2 separate regions of the Rattus norvegicus genome follow, and region 1 is linked to region 2. A link is a contact called in public Hi-C data. All regions are on one chromosome and are shown on one strand. The core of a region is the stretch at or near the end of the contact, and the rest is flanking DNA. Distances in the headings are between cores, read along the strand shown.

Region 1 (4,919 bases), core at 1,144-3,643, 83 kb before region 2:
CTTATAAGGACAACATTTCATTGGGACTGGCTACAGGCTCAGAGGTTCAGTCCATTATCATCAAGGCAGGAACATGGCAGCATCTAGGCAGGGATGGTGCAGTAGAAGCTGAGAGAGTTCTACATCTTCATCTGAGGGCTGCTAGCAGAATACTGACTTCCAGGCAGATAGGATAAGGGTCTTAAAGTCCACACCCACAGTGACACTCCTATTCCAACAAGGTCATATCTCCAAATAGTGCCACTCCCTGGGCCGAGCATATACAAACTTCACCTATGGAGGATTACCCAGAATAGTTAATTGATAGTTAATTGATGTGGGAAAGCCTGTCCTAATTGAGGGTGCTACCATTCCATAGGTTGGGGTCCTAGACTACTTAAAAAAAAGCTGACTGAGGACCAGATCCTTTCTTGGCTTCCGGACTATGGATGCAATGTGGCCAGCCACCTTGAGCTCCTGTGTCTTGTCTCCTCTGCAGTGATGAACAGGGAGCCACAATGGACCTTTCTTTCATTAAGTGGATTTTTCAGGTATCTTCTCATAGCAATGAGACAAGTTATTAATACAGCATTACTTGCTCTCCCCAGTACCCCACAAGGACCATGACAGTCTGGCCCAAGCCAGGATATCCTTCCTCTAGGTGGATTTAGCTAAAGGTTTCCTAAGTATTCACCATGAGCTAGGATTCTAGAAGAACATAGGACATAATAGGACAACAAACCATTTGGAATTTCTGGGGACTTCCTCCAGTTGTTTATAAATCAGAGAAGAATTGTATATTTGGTAGTCTGAGGATGCCACTCTGGCATCCGTCTAGGCTCCACAGAGTTCCCTCCCTTTTTAAATATAGTGGTTGTTTTTGGGTTAGACGCATGTTAAAATATGACACAAATCTTTCCTGGTGGATTGTTTAAAAACACCCAGTTATAATTAAGAAAGCACACACACACACACACACACACACACACACACACACACACACACACACAATGTTGCAAAGGAAGGAAGAGGTTTCAGTAGTAAAACGAACAGTGGAATTGCCAGTGGTTCACAAACATAATTTAAATCTATTATAAGACCCAAAATCTGTTCCACATGTTTCTGCCAAATCTTGCTCTCGCTTTGGGCTAAAACATTTAAAGAGAAGAAATGTCTGCAGCAAAGATTTTGGGCTTCACAGAATCAGGGTAATGATTGAAAAATGTTTGTCCCCAGCGACATCTGAAGGTCTCACAAGAGTAATAGAAGCCGAAGTCAATGACTTAGCCTCGTTTTACTGACTTTTAAAAACGCATTCTCCTTTGATCCAATTTTTCGTTACTCTCCTGAGGTTCAGGACTCTGCAGTCCACCAAAAAGGAAATGATTCGGAGAATTAACATATCCTAGCTTAGGAGGATCATTTGCAGTCCAACACAGTATATGTTTGTATCTGAAAGTATTCTGAGGTATCCGTACAGATATTAATAACTAGACAAACTATCAATTAACAGTTGTTGGCCTTGGGGTAAATATGGTCTGTTGTTTTGGTTTGGTTTTCAATTTAGTCATTTACTATGGACACTCAGCAGGGGAAAAAAAATACAAGTAACGAGGAAATGTGTGTGAGTTCAAGCTCTTGTCAGTGAGTCTGAGAGAGAGAGAGAGGTTGAGAGTGTGCAGAGAGCCAGGTGCTTTAGTCAGCAAAAGAGAGCTGTAGGAAGAAGTCACATGTCTTCTCTGTTCCCGCAACTGAGCACTTTGACGGTACAATAGTCTTCTTAAATTTCGAATCTAGGGGAGCAAGTTGACAAAAACACGAGCCAAAAGTGGGGTGTGGTTAGGAATCTGGGTGCTATACTCACCCACTTGAGATAGATCATACCTGCTCCTCCCTGAGCTGGAAAGTCTAGGGTGAAGGAAGGGAGGTGGCCTTGTGGAAGGGACGATAACTTGAAATGTTTGAATGACTAATATGTAAGTTCATATTTCTACTTGATCTAGAGGGTCATCCTTTTAAGTTGAAATGTCAAATTGTCAACCTCATTAAGTCTTGTGGACCACAACTCAAAAAACGCTGACCCTGGTTGCCGTGTCTGGAAGTCATAGAAATGAAGTGACTTTAGAGGTAAAGGAGTTGACATCTTCCAGAAAGCTGGTACCAAATACACACAAGGTTATCCTCAGCATTGATTTATTGGGCTTCGCTTTCTGTGATAAACAAACAACAAACAAAACCCTCTGCTTCGGCCAGCGACGACGAACTCTGGAAATCCGTAAGCGATGCTGCGGGCTGAGCTAACCGAAACCCAGGCTTCTGTTTCCTTCTCCCCGGGGCCCTGAGACTTGTCTCTCTTGCCTTTGCTAAATATAGCAGCTGGCTTCCTGCTCATTCGCAGCTGACTGGAGAATTTCATTATGAAGGTGGAAAGCTAACAACACCGTCACCCGATGAATAAGACGGTCAGCTGACCGCGCTCCTTGCTCTGTGGAAAATTTATGACAATGAGAGGCGCTGAGTGACAGCGAAGTTCATTAAAACAGCTCATTAGAGTGACACGCGAGTGCAGGAGACGTCCCTTACGGTCTCCCTGTGTGTGTAGTAACTCCAAGCCTGCTGGGTTGGAGTCCAATAGGGGGGATTCCTTTTCTTCTTATTCAGACCTGTGGACCTTGCCAATGTGATTTCAAGACCCTTTCCTGAGTCTAATCCAGCTCAGGGAGTCGCTTCTTTAAGGGATTCTTCACGGCCATCTTTTAGCAAGTTTCTGTGGCATAGCTATAGAACAGGCTTCCATTATGTGTGTAGGCGTGTCTTTGTGACTTTGCCCACATTTCTCCCTTATAAAAAGTCTTTGTGCTAACAAAAGCACCCACAGAGCTTTGTCTGAGGACACAGTTCATATTCTGTCAACTTTACCTGAAGAATTCTCTCACCCCTCATCAGCCCAACTGGCAAAGCACAGCTCAGGTCTCCCTTCTGCCAGGCTGTTCATTAGATCCAGCGAGACCCAATTAGTCCCCCGGATCAGTTACATAATGTGTATCCTGCCCAGTGTTGGATCTCTTTCCCACTGACAGAGGTCATTGGGTCAAAAATATAAAATTCCGAATCGCTACCTACTGACCCGGGTCTATTGCAGTTAGCACCTCCAAGAGAAGGACTTTCCTTGTGATTTGACACCAGCCGCCAGGAAGATCCCTGTGGAAAGACTGAACTCACATAAAACTCCTCCTCACCATCTGATGTAAAGCTGTAGATACATTTATCCCATTGTAGTGTTGTGTAAGAAATAATTGCATTCTCTCCCATCCCTGTCTGTTAGTTGTAGAATTATATACTACTCACCGTCTGACAATTCTTCTTCTTACCTGATAAAAGACCTCTCAGCTTTAATACATAGGCATTTACTTCATACTGTGTAGAAGCTCCATATTGATCCATTATAGGAATCAAACTTTTGTAAGGATTTTTATATATTATTATTAATTATTTCTTTATTTACATCCCAAATGTCCTCCTCCCCTTTGCTTCTGAGAGGCTGCCCCCAACCAGGAATTCCAACACTCTGAAGCATCAACTCTCTACAGGATTAGGCACATCCTCTCCCACTGAGGCCAGACAAGGCAGCTCTCTGAAACATATGTGTCAGGAAGAGGGGGTGGCTTGGACCACTCCGTGTGTGCTCTTTGATTGGTGACTCAGTTTTAGGAAGCTCCCAGTGGTCTGGGTTAGTTACACTGTTGGTCTTGTTGGTCTTCCTATGGGGTTGCCATCCCCTTCAGCTCCTTCCAACCTTCCCCTAACTCTTCCGTAGGGGTCCCTGACCTCAGATCAATACTTAGCTGTGAGTATCTGCATCTGTCTCACTCAGCTTCTAGGTAGAGCCTCTCAGAGGACAGCCGTGCTAGGTTCCTGTCAGGAAGCAAAACATGGCATCCGTAAGAGTGTCAGGGTTTGGTGCCGGCCCATGGGATAAATCCTACGGTCTGGAATCAAACATTATCTAGACAGTCTCTTGCTAATAAAAAAAATACTGAGTTTTTTTTTCAAATTTTAAAAATTATACATAGTACTTAAATGAACATTCTGTTTATGCATTTTCGGAAATCTATCTATGAAACATGATTTTCTTCAAGTAGAGTTTTTAGCATATAGGAATTTCAGTGGGTTTTTAAATATTCTCCTTGCATTAAGGTATTTATCATACGTGTGCCTGTGCAGGGGCATGTGCCACAGTGTGCATGTGGACACCAGTAGAGAGTTTGCAGTTCTCTCCTATCACTGTGCAGGTGCCAGGCGCTGAGCTGTAGCTGGCAGGCTTGGTGGCCAGGGCCACCCTCTAAGCCTTCTTACCAGCCTGGCTCTCAGTTTTGAGAAAATAGGCCAAACAACTCTGCTTCAAAAGTACCTAATTATTTCTTCTACAAGAGACCTATCAACTTATTTCAGTAGCATTTCAGAAAGATTTGGGGAATGAAAACCAGCCAGAAAGATGGAAACATGCAATGGCCCTGAGAAGGAGGCAGACATACTTGCAAGAGGGACTTCAAAGAGTCCAACTTATTAGGGAAGATGGACAGAAGAACAATGTTTGACGTCAGCGCATGGAGAGGATCCTGGTCGGCGGAGACAGTCAGTAAATGGCCGTCAATAAAATACTTGCTACTGACGCTGAGGGAGTCGACAAGCAACCATCTGGGACACATTGGTCAGCATGTCTAGTCAAATTGGTAAGCTCCATGTTCAGTGAGAGATCCTGGCTCAAGAAATAAGGTGGAAGATTATTAAGAAAGACAGCTGACACCTGACATATGTATGTATACATGCGCACACATCCACATAACACATTGCACACACATAGTCCACAGGTGCTCACAGACAAAGGTGGGAAGATCCTCACACCCAGAGGTTAAGACTAAAATAGTCCTGCCCCAATT
Region 2 (4,658 bases), core at 1,395-3,894:
TCTTACAGTGATATGGGAATGTTTATGTAAGCAAGAGATTAACGGTGTTCTTTGTGTTTCTATCTAACTTCTTATGGGATTTACATTTTAAGATCACGAATCACACTTTGGAACTAAATGTCTTGATTCCCACTGACAAGATTTACAAAGAATTTGGGCATTTTAGACCCTTGCTCCTATCTACCAACTGTTAGCCGAGCCTGAGGCTTGGGAATAAAAGAGCCAACAGCGCTGCCTTTAAATCATTTAATGTGTGAATTCTAAACATCTGGAAAATCCCACTCAGGAAAAATGTCAGCGGCACAGTTGAATTCAGAAAGTCAAAGCACAGTGTGTGCCTTCTCAAGCCAGAGGGCATTTTGTCCTTCTCTGCTTTGCAGAACTGCGCCCAGCACACAGCGTCTCAACCTCAAGGTTGCAGACACTGAAAGCCGGTGTGAGTGTAGGAAGCAGTCAGTCCTGTCGACCTGGGATCGCTGAAGGCATCAACAGAGCAGGACAGGGGTGCTTTGGTTCTCAGGGTCCCTGGCCCTGGCTGCCAACTGGGTCATTGCTGAGAAATACTTCCTTAATCAGCATTCTGGGAAACGGGGTGTATACAGTCTGCCTCTATCCAGAAAGTCTTTGAAGCCTTTGACGGCTGCCTGTCACCCTTTCTAGAAATGCTGCCACCGTGTGGCACTCAGGGGTTACAAAGAGTCCTGGAAGGGTCATATGGTTCAGCTCCGAGGTGGCGCAGCTCCAGCAACATCTACTCCTATACCTCCATAATTCGTGTTGAGTCATTCCTGTGGGCTCAGGGTAAACTGCAGTGAACCCTGTGGACAGTTCGTTACTTTAGGATTTGTGGAATTTCCCTGCACAGCGCTGAAAACAAACTCATGTGGGTGTCGTGCTTAAAGGGCAGAAAGACTTTTTTTTTTTATTAAAAAAAGAAATAAGAAGCCTGTTTTTGCAACTTTATAACTTGTGTGATTTATATTCGATAGTCACAGGTGTTGTCTTAATAAAGTGTGTACCAATGACCTTCAGAGTAATAGCACCAATTTACTTAGAATGCATTCACCAAGAGATAACCCGAATGCTCCAAACAGCTTTGCACTATTCAGCCTAACCCTGAAGAAGATTATTTAATCTATATTTATATTTAAAACAGAATTTTGTAGGTGGCAACGGATGGCTAGTACAACAAAGGTTTGACTTAATTCTAATCTCAATTACTGCGTGCCTCTCACACTGGGGATGTAAGGTAATAAGTCCTGTGTTCTCCATTTCAGGTAATGGAAGAAAGGAAGTAATTGCAGGGCAATACTAAATATTTAAAGCAGTTTGCTTCACGTATAATTTTATCCCATTTGAATACCTCTGAACTATTCAGTAACGTTTTGTTAAGACAAATACTAAAACCTGCTTAAGTAGCCAACCTTATATATTCTAGGAAATAAAACTCAAAAGAAGATAATTCGGTAATATAAGTTGTTTCTTTAAAGATATTCAGAATACCCTTTAACGTGTACACCTTAAAGATCGATTCAAAGACGTTACAAATCACGGCTCCTTGCTCATGCTAAAGATTTCATTCAGTAACAGTTAATACACACGTTCTTTAACATGTGGGGGAGGGGGGCATTGCAACACGTGAGGTGCTGTTCACTGTACCAACGCTAGCTCATTGTCCTGCAGATAGGCTAAGCGACTTGTGCAAGGTCACACAGGGCACTGACTGCAGAAATCTGAAAGGCAGTCTGACTCCTGCAGTTTCCCCGCCCAGCAGGCATTCGGGCCTCACTCAAGCTGCTTGCTTCCGCCGGCTCTCTCAGAAGCAACCACCACTTCTGTTCTATGTGGCCATTATAGTTTAGATAGCGCGAGAACCATCACCCCCAGCTCCCCATCAGAGCAATGAGGTTCGTGTCTCTAAAGGTCAGTGGAGGCACGAGAGGAATTCAGGGTCACTGTGTGCTTTGTGCAGATGGCACATAGCGGCATAGTTCGAGTGTCAAAACCGAGGTGTTAGTTTGTTTTGCTTAGTTCCGAGGGGTTTTGTTTCTTTTGTGAGAAGGTCTCACTCTGTTGCCCATGCTGTCCTGGAACACAGTACGTAGCCCAGGCTAGCCTCAAACTCACGGTGATCTTTTGAAGCACAAAACTGAGCCACTATACCGTAAACAACCTAAGCTACTGAATACAATGGCAAAAAAAAAAAAAAAAAAAAAAAGAGGTTCTGAAATTTGTGCTGAGACAGCCGCTTTCTAGTCTTCAGCAAGTCTGAGAGAATCAAATGGTGTATCCATGTGTCCTTTATCTGTAACTTAGATACGACAAGAGTCCATACCTTTCAGTTCTATTGATGTTTTCCCACTAATTCAGTAACAATAAAGAAAATCTCTTCCCTTCCTTATGGGTCCCTGATGCTCTTCCAGGATTCTAAATGCAGTCTATAAACGAAAAGGGTAGTTAATGACATTGTTCATAAGTAATGCTTTGGTGTGTTTCCTTCTCTTCCTTTTTTTTTTAACCGCAAAACCAGAGTGGGGAGTGTAGGAGCAGGTGGGCCGGCCGTGGCAAAAACCTCATGACACATCACTCCGCCTCCTGGTTGGTGGAGACCGTCTGAAACAGCGTTTAAATTCTGGGAGGTCCGAGCCACCAGCAGCAGGACTGAAGGAGCTAAGCCTCAGCATCCTTGGCTTTGCAGTCTCCTGCGGCAAGCATTCTCGAGGAAGCCAGCCAAGGTAAGCCTGCAGCGGCCCGTGAGGCCGCAGTTCTCCTGGCTGAATTCTGAGGGTGAGTTCAGAGAATGTTCTTTTAACAGTAGTACTTGACTCGCACTGGTCTGGTCGTTTTAAATGAGCTGGTCAGGTACATTGGAGGCTTCCAGTTGTTTTCAAAGTCAGTTGGATGGAGACGTTAAGAATAAATCTAGTTGGCCCTCTAAAGGACAGAGAAAACAGCTACTAATCTCTCTCTCTCTCTCTCTCTCTCTCTCTCTCTCTCTCTCTCTCTCTCTCTCTCTCTCTCCCCCTCTCCCATTACTTCCTCTTCCTCTCTCTCTCTCTCCCATTCTTCCTCTCTTCCTCTCTCTCCCCTCTCTCCCATTCTTCCTCTCTCCCTCTCTCTCCCTCTCTCCCATTCTTCCTCTCTTCCTCTCTCCCTCTCTCCCTTTCTCCCCTTCTCCCTCTCTCCCTCCCTCTCTGTCTCTCTCTCTGTCACTCTCTGTCTCTGTCTCTCTCTATCTCTCTCTGTGTGTGTCTCTGTCTCTCTCTGTGTGTCTCTCTCTGTGTGTGTCTCTGTCTCTCTCTGTGTGTCTCTCTCTGTGTGTGTCTCTGTCTCTATCTCTCTCTGTCTCTCTCTATCCCTCTCTCTCTCCCTCTCTCTCCCTCTCTCTCACTCTTCCTCTCTTCCTCTCTCCCTCTCTCCCTCTCTCCCCTTCTCCCTCTCTCCCTATCTCTCTCTCCCCTTCTCCCTCTCTCCCTCCCTCTCTGTCTCTCTCTGTCACTCTCTGTCTCTGTCTCTCTCTATCTCTGTGTGTGTGTCTCTGTCTCTCTCTGTCTCTCTCTGTGTGTGTCTCTGTCTCTATCTCTCTCTGTCTCTCTCTCTCTCTCTCTCTCTCTCTCTCTCACACACACACACACACTGTAAAGTTCTATGTATCTTTGGAACAAATGTCTGCATCATTTTAAAGTGCGGGCTGACAGTGGAGATGAATAAAGAAATACCCTCTATGTTGATCTAGACCAGATACGGCTAGTTTTCGTATACTCTCTCGCTTCAAAAAGGAGCCTTCCTCGATGTCTTGCTTCTGCACTTGGCTTTTACAGTTTCCACTAAGGTCCCTGTGTGATAACATGGAGACTTCTCATCATGCACAGAAAAGCTACCCTCTGCTCTCAGTGGATTTTTTTTTATTCTAAATAGAATATCTTACTTAATTTCAAAGATACCTTTGTTTCTTTCGTCGTTGTATCACTTTCTTAATAACTTAGGTTAAAAATCACATTTGAAATGCAAATTGGGAAATGGAAAAAGCAATTTTTTTATCATTCTATTTTCTTTTTAATTTCTCTTCCTTGGAAAAAGTACTCTTATGGCAGGTCGTTGTTTTAATTACCAAATTCCTGTGAAACAGATCTTAGGTGTGGAGAGCTAGAGACATCAGATAGTGGGGGCATAAGCTCTGAGTCTCTGGATGTAAAGTTCGGATAAATAGAGCTGTGAAATTGCCCTCTCCCTTGCTAAGGATGAGAAGTGGAGAGAAAGAAAGGACACACAAATATTGGCTCAAAAGCCTCCATGCTGAAATTTTCTCTGAAGAAAGATTCCATAACTTATTGGTGGTTTGGGGGCGATGCAGTGGTGCAAAGGGTGTGTTTGAACCTGTAAAGACATCAACTGTGCCTCACAAAATATGTTTCAGGACCAACTACAACCATGAGACTGGCAGTGGTTTGCTTTTGCCTGTTCGGCCTTGCCTCCTGTCTCCCGGTGAGTACAGCTGAGTCTCAGAGAGAATTCTTGACAGTGAATGAACTTCAACTCACTCACACGCATTACCCTGTCCCCTTTCTGTCTTAAAGGTGAAAGTGGCTGAGTTTGGCAGCTCAGAGGAGAAGGCGGTAAGCACCACGGGGTTGATCATTTAACTGGAGAATGTTCAC

Evidence for each region. Hi-C and Micro-C count contacts between places; a contact is called where the count stands out from the background.
Region 1: a contact with region 2 is called in a Hi-C map of the A7r5 cell line, with 3 times the contacts expected there. The contact joins the enhancer-like site here to the promoter of Spp1 in region 2. A contact is called at or near these places in 5 of 12 Hi-C or Micro-C datasets (the A7r5 cell line, the Rat2 cell line, Schwann cells and 2 more).

Annotation. Positions count from the first base shown.
Region 1 is chr14:5,700,310-5,705,228 of GRCr8, reverse strand. LOC134481890 (a long non-coding RNA gene) reads right to left here. Exons shown (of 3, transcript XR_010057774.1): 2 at 4,515-4,738; 3 at 1,525-3,894. Among named protein-coding and RNA genes, the nearest start is that of Mepe, 34 kb to the left of the region's middle. Within about 2 kb of position 2,393, at least 17 of the 93 cell types and tissues checked have an H3K27ac peak or open chromatin away from gene starts, as enhancers often do. A contact at or near this core is called in the A7r5 cell line, where this site is marked.
Region 2 is chr14:5,617,790-5,622,447 of GRCr8, reverse strand. It overlaps Spp1 (secreted phosphoprotein 1), which reads left to right and starts at 2,644. Exons shown (of 7, transcript NM_012881.2): 1 at 2,644-2,735; 2 at 4,418-4,485; 3 at 4,578-4,616. The coding sequence starts at 4,432.